Linked DNA regions of Mus musculus: region 1 is linked to region 2. Evidence: chromatin contacts called from public Hi-C data. All regions are on one chromosome and are shown on one strand. The core of a region is the stretch at or near the end of the contact, and the rest is flanking DNA. Distances in the headings are between cores, read along the strand shown.

What was found. A called contact is a pair of places that touch in the nucleus more often than the background predicts.
Region 1: a contact with region 2 is called in a Hi-C map of liver, with 3 times the contacts expected there. The contact joins the promoter of Acss3 here to the enhancer-like site in region 2. A contact is called at or near these places in 5 of 39 promoter capture datasets (the 3T3-L1 cell line, 3T3-L1-derived adipocytes and liver), 7 of 484 Hi-C or Micro-C datasets (liver and nephron progenitors), 1 of 115 datasets of contacts at active chromatin or transcription factors (liver) and 1 of 9 other capture datasets (adipose tissue).

Annotation. Positions count from the first base shown.
Region 1 is chr10:107,122,233-107,124,932 of GRCm38.p6, forward strand. Acss3 (acyl-CoA synthetase short-chain family member 3) reads right to left here and starts at 1,405. Exons shown (of 16, transcript NM_001142804.2): 1 at 1,056-1,405. The coding sequence starts at 1,351.
Region 2 is chr10:107,039,159-107,041,858 of GRCm38.p6, forward strand. The region is part of intron 5 of Acss3 (acyl-CoA synthetase short-chain family member 3); the gene reads right to left. Among named protein-coding and RNA genes, the nearest start is that of Acss3, 83 kb to the right of the region's middle. Within about 2 kb of position 1,428, at least 6 of the 459 cell types and tissues checked have an H3K27ac peak or open chromatin away from gene starts, as enhancers often do. A contact at or near this core is called in adipose tissue and liver, where this site is marked.

The DNA.
Region 1 (2,700 bases), core at 155-2,654, 83 kb after region 2:
GTGTGTGTGGGGGGGGGGGGCATGTGAATCACCATGGAAACATTCCCACAAACAAAACCAAAAGGGAACAAGGCAGGATGAAGACGCAAAAGGGACTCCTCTCACTCTCATTACAGATTCTCTGTTCTGAGAATAAAGTCATCAACCGAACAGACAGAGGGCAGCTTGACCAATGCACTGCCCTCATCTGCTACGAAGCTCTTTTTTCAAATTTTACAGATAATATTTCCTAATAACTAGCAGATGGGAGAAGCCATATCCTTAAAGGGCTAGGCACCCAGAAACTCCATGTCTGTGGGCCTCACTCTCTCAGTAGCCTAAAGACACTTTTCTACAATGTCTTCTCCTTTGAATATAAAAGCAATGTTTGAAAGGATTTATAATTGAAATGTCAAGATGAAAGCTTTCTTCCTACTGTGACTCCATGGGTCACCTGGCCTCTATCAGCCCCTAGGCAATCCTGGGGTTTCATACGCACAAGCCTATGGTACCTAGCACACTATCTAATCCTCCTTTTACCCCAACTCCTTTCTCTCACTTCTCCAGATAACACAGTTACAGTGTCCGTTACTTCAGGCTCTCTGGTACCCCCTTGAACTTTGATACTAAGATCACTTCAGCTTTGAAATGATGAGATCTAATCTTTCCAGGGCTTGCTCAGCCCTTCCCCCTTTCTCCCTCCATAATTCCCTAGTCTATTACACACTCTATATTTGTTTACACAGGATCTCCTCTTCTAGTCAGCAGAGTCCATGCAAGCCAAGCCTTTGTTTTCCTGAGCCTTTGTTTTGGTCACTTAACTTCATCCCCACTGCCAAGCAGGGCCTTGGCAAGTCAACCTCTGTGGCACTGGGATCACCCTAGATAACCAAGAACTTCAGAAAGAGAATGTAGGACAGCTATGAGAATGAAACCAACAAACAAGCAATAGCTGAAGGCATCGTACATTTTGATTTTCTTTTCATTCTTAGAACTTTAGATCCCTGGTCCCAGACCTTCCAGCCTTGGCATCTAAGAAGTTAGGAGATAATGGAAATGACTAAGACACCACTCACCAACTTGTGGAAGGCGGGTATCTGCTCTCTAGAGTTTTGGTCCAGGGCTTGTACCAACTGATCTGCTCAGCAGCTTTACCCCAGAATCTTTCGGGGTCAGCCACAGAGGCTGCGAAGTGGGTCTTGTACTCACCACCACTGCCGGTGGTCAGAGCCCTGCAGCCCCTGCCCCCAAACCCGGCCACCAAAGCCCTTCGGGTCACAGCGGCTCCTCTTACTGAAGGGGATCCTGGCAGAGGTGCCCCAAGCGTCCCGGCGCCTGTTACTTTGCGACATTGCAACCAGGATGGCTTCATACTTTCTCTCTGTCCCTAGCTGCAGTCGGAGCAGTTTGCAGTCCCAACAGCTGTGGCACTAGCCCCGAGGGGGAGCCTGCAGGAGGCGGGGCTAATCAAGAGGTGAGCCCCTAGCCCCGAAGTTTGGAAGTCAAACTGAAGTCTGCGATAAAAACCGACCTGGAGTCAGCAAGAAAGCAACAGGCTGGAACGGAGGCCTGGGGAAAGTGGCCAGGAGTTTATAGGGGTTGAGTTGCGTCACCCCTAAATTCAACTCTTACACGCATTTTCAGCCCATGACAGTCACTTGCAATTTGACAGAGAGTTTAATAGGACTTAGATACACACAAAGACGCCTAGAAAAAGCCCAAAGGGCCCAATGGCTTATTTAAAATAAAGCATGTGTCTCTTTCCTAAAGCAAAAGCATATAACTTTGGACATTATAGTGAGGCTCTGGGATATCATTTTCCTTTACACATTTATTTCTTTGTTTAAAATTCAACTCAAACCCTACTTACTAAAACCACAAGCAGCTCCGGGGCATCATTTGTTCCAGGATTTCTTGGCAACCTAGAGGAGGTGTGGAAGGAGGGTTACCCAGCAGGGTTGGGGGGGGGGGCGTGTTTCCAGGAGTGATTGACAGGTCTGGCCACTAGCGACAACAGCCAAGCTGAGAGCAGGAGGCACCTGCCTGTCCATTCCACAGTATTTAGAGGCAGGAATACAAAGGACTTGGAACCTTTCCTCCCTTCTAACTCCCTTTGGAGTTATGCTGACTCTCTTTGAGAGAACACACGGTTGTGAGATTTCTTTGGAGTAATAAAAATACTCTTAAATCGAATATGGTAACCACACCATAACCCTGAAGAAACTAGAATTCACTGTAGTGTACCTACCCCTTGAGAGGGTGAATTGTGTAATGTGTGGGTTAAGTCTCAGAAGGCTATTCTCAAACAAATCAAAAGATAAAATGACTCTTAATAAAGACGAAGCTGAGAAAATTTAAAACACACAGGTGTGTTTCCCTGCCTGGCTTTTGCCTTTCTACAGGACCTGCCTTCTCTCACAATTCAATGAAAGTCACAATCTTTTGCTTTAATATCGTGCCAAGCCCACTCTGTTTTAGCGTCACAATATTTGAAGTTTTACGTGTAAAAATAATGTATTCTCAAGTCTTAGGTGAGAAATGGTGGAATGTCCTGGACCCTGTAAACAACCATAAATTCGAAAGCAGTAAACAAATGATCCTGCAGGCAGAAAATGATGCAGAGATAAAGGCTAAACTTTGCAAGCATGAATCTAATCCAAGGCAGGAGAGAAATAACTTTAAGTAACCCCCTCAGCTATTTTCCTTAACTAAGAAGCAAGA
Region 2 (2,700 bases), core at 178-2,677:
GGGGGACAGACTCAAATCCCAAAGAGCAAAACAATCTAGACAGTGCTACATACATGGTATTTGATTACAGACATAAAAGATACAAGAGTGAGGGCGATAGGAAATCATGGAGCATATGCCAAAGGTTCTCCAACACCATGTGAAACAGGGCTGTTATTCTGTGCAAATTCCTGAGGTCACTGTGTAAAGCAATGATGATGAAGTCCAAGTTTCAACGGAGATACAAGGATGTGGGAGATGCCAAAACCATGGAGAGGCTGCCAAGAAAAGCTGGTTACACAAGTAGAGATGGCCCAAGTTCTACTTGCTTCAGGTGGCAGAGTTGCAGGAGTTAGCTAATCAGGGCATCTCAGGTGATTTCATCGAAATGTCTAGGTGCCTGGCATGGAGCTGCAGGATTCAGAATGTGTCCCCGCTGAATTTCAGTCTTTTTATTTCCCTTTTCCTTGCTCTGTCCCCATTTTCCCGTATAGAATTGGACTATTTATTCTGTGACATTGTATATAGGGACAAGGGAACATGTTTTTATTTTTAATTTTATAGAAGCTCAAAAATCAAGCAATTGTTCTCATTCTCAGAAGAGACGTAGTCTTTAGACTCTCCAACAGTATTAGTGTTGCTAAGGACTATAAGTTCTTTATGAGGGACTGAATTTATTTTACACAATGATATGATCAGAAGCTTAAGGGTACAAGGAGTAGAGGTTAATGGCTGGAAAATTGTCCACTGGGGAGCTGGGCTGATGGCTTAGTGGGGGAAGTATTTGCCATGTATACATGAAGGCCTCAGTTTAGATAGGTAGAACTCAGGGAAAGTTCTTTTAAATAGTGTATGGCTGTAATCAGAGTGTCCTACAGAAATGGAGGGTAGAGATATGAGAATCTAGAGCAGTAAATGAGGGGCATATCTCAACAAAGTGGATGACAAGAACCAATATCTTCAGTTATCCTCTGACCACACATACCCAGTGGCATGTACATGCCCCCCCCCATACACAGTCTCTCTCTCTCTCTCTCTCTCTCTCTCTCTCTCTCACACACACACACACACACACACACACACACTGTGGATAAAACATAACTAACTGCCTCAAAATTTTGCTTTCCTGACTTCTCTATCTTGATGGATGGAAGCCTTGAACTGTGAATCAGAGTGTGCACTAAATTGCCTTCTTTAAGCTTTATATTTTCTTTTGGTTTGGTTTTGTGTTTTCTTTTCATTTCGGTTTTTTGGGGGAGGGGGATCAGGAATTTTATAGCAGCAATAAGAAGACCAAATAATATGAGGCTTTGGCAGCTTTGCCAAGTCACATGTTGGGACATGGGCTTTATGAAGAAGGTTCTAGCAGATCTAAACGATTTAGGCTGGCATGCAAACCAGGTATCTAAAGTGCCGAAGCAATTGGGAAAGAGAATGGTGACCAAAAGTTAAAACAAACAAAAGAAGTCAGTCCAAGTGAGTGGAAAAAAAAATGTCGCAAGATCTGGGTCCAGCCAGATGAGCTAGGGGAAAAAAAAACAAAAAAAACAAAAACAGAAACAGAAAACCAGGTGCTAAGCTAGTTACATCAGGATTGATTGAACTCTTAGGCAACGAATAATGGGAGATCCACGTGATAAAATTATCTAAGTAAAATTAATTTTAAAAAATTGAGCTTGTGCTAGGAGTTGGTGGTTAAAGTTTACATTTTCTCTCTTTAAAGTTTTTCTCATTAACGTTTCTCATTTAAAGTTTCTCTCATTAAAGTTTACATTTTCTCTCTTGCAAAACCAGTGCACTGGGTGTAGTAGAGATTTCCACTCTGTCCAGGAATCTTTCAGTAGCAGGTGTAGCTCATTGAAAGTCAAGGGCTATGGAACTTCTCCAGAACTTACTGATAAGTTCTTGGAAGCCCTCTCCATTGGCAAGCAACCAGAACATGGCCCTACTCTGTCTTTGACATAAACCAGGCCCAAATATACAATCTGACCCCCATCAAGGATGTCTGGTTTGGGGATATGCATAGTGGCAACAATACAGAAATAACCCAAGATCTGAATGCCAGATGACTGACGGAAATTAATTGTGGATAGTAGAGGGTGAATGACTAGATAGCTTATCAATGGCAAATGTCATTCATTGGGTGAAATAAATGATACAAACCATGGGAATATCTCCATACTGTATTGAATGGTGATAATATTTATTTTTCGTGTCCCTTTAACCATTTAAGACCAATGGACAATGGCATAAAAGAGACAACACTGCCCAACATGTGTAAAATTAGGTTTCACTATATTATTCTAATTTTTAATGTTTGGGAACATTTGTAATTACAGTATAGACAGCATTTAAGGAGATTGAAAGAAATATTCTGTATAGAAAATTTATAGAATACAAGTGTTCTCGCTCTCTCTCTCTCATACACACATACACACACTTTTTTAAAATCCCTTGCTAGAGAAGGATTTCTATCCAAGTTAGCTCAATAAACTATTAAAGGTTTTGACTGATGTAATTCTATTTTAGAATTAGAGAGTAGGTCCCTAATGCTAAGAACTTCACATGTTTTAGTTATAGGACATGGAGAAATCAAGATGAGATTACAGTGTAAGGTCCTTCTCCTTTGAATGGCTTTTGTGATATTATGCACACCATTATAGGGGTAAATTGTCACCCATGCTCTGCTTGGTATGGAACATGCATACTAGACTACCAATA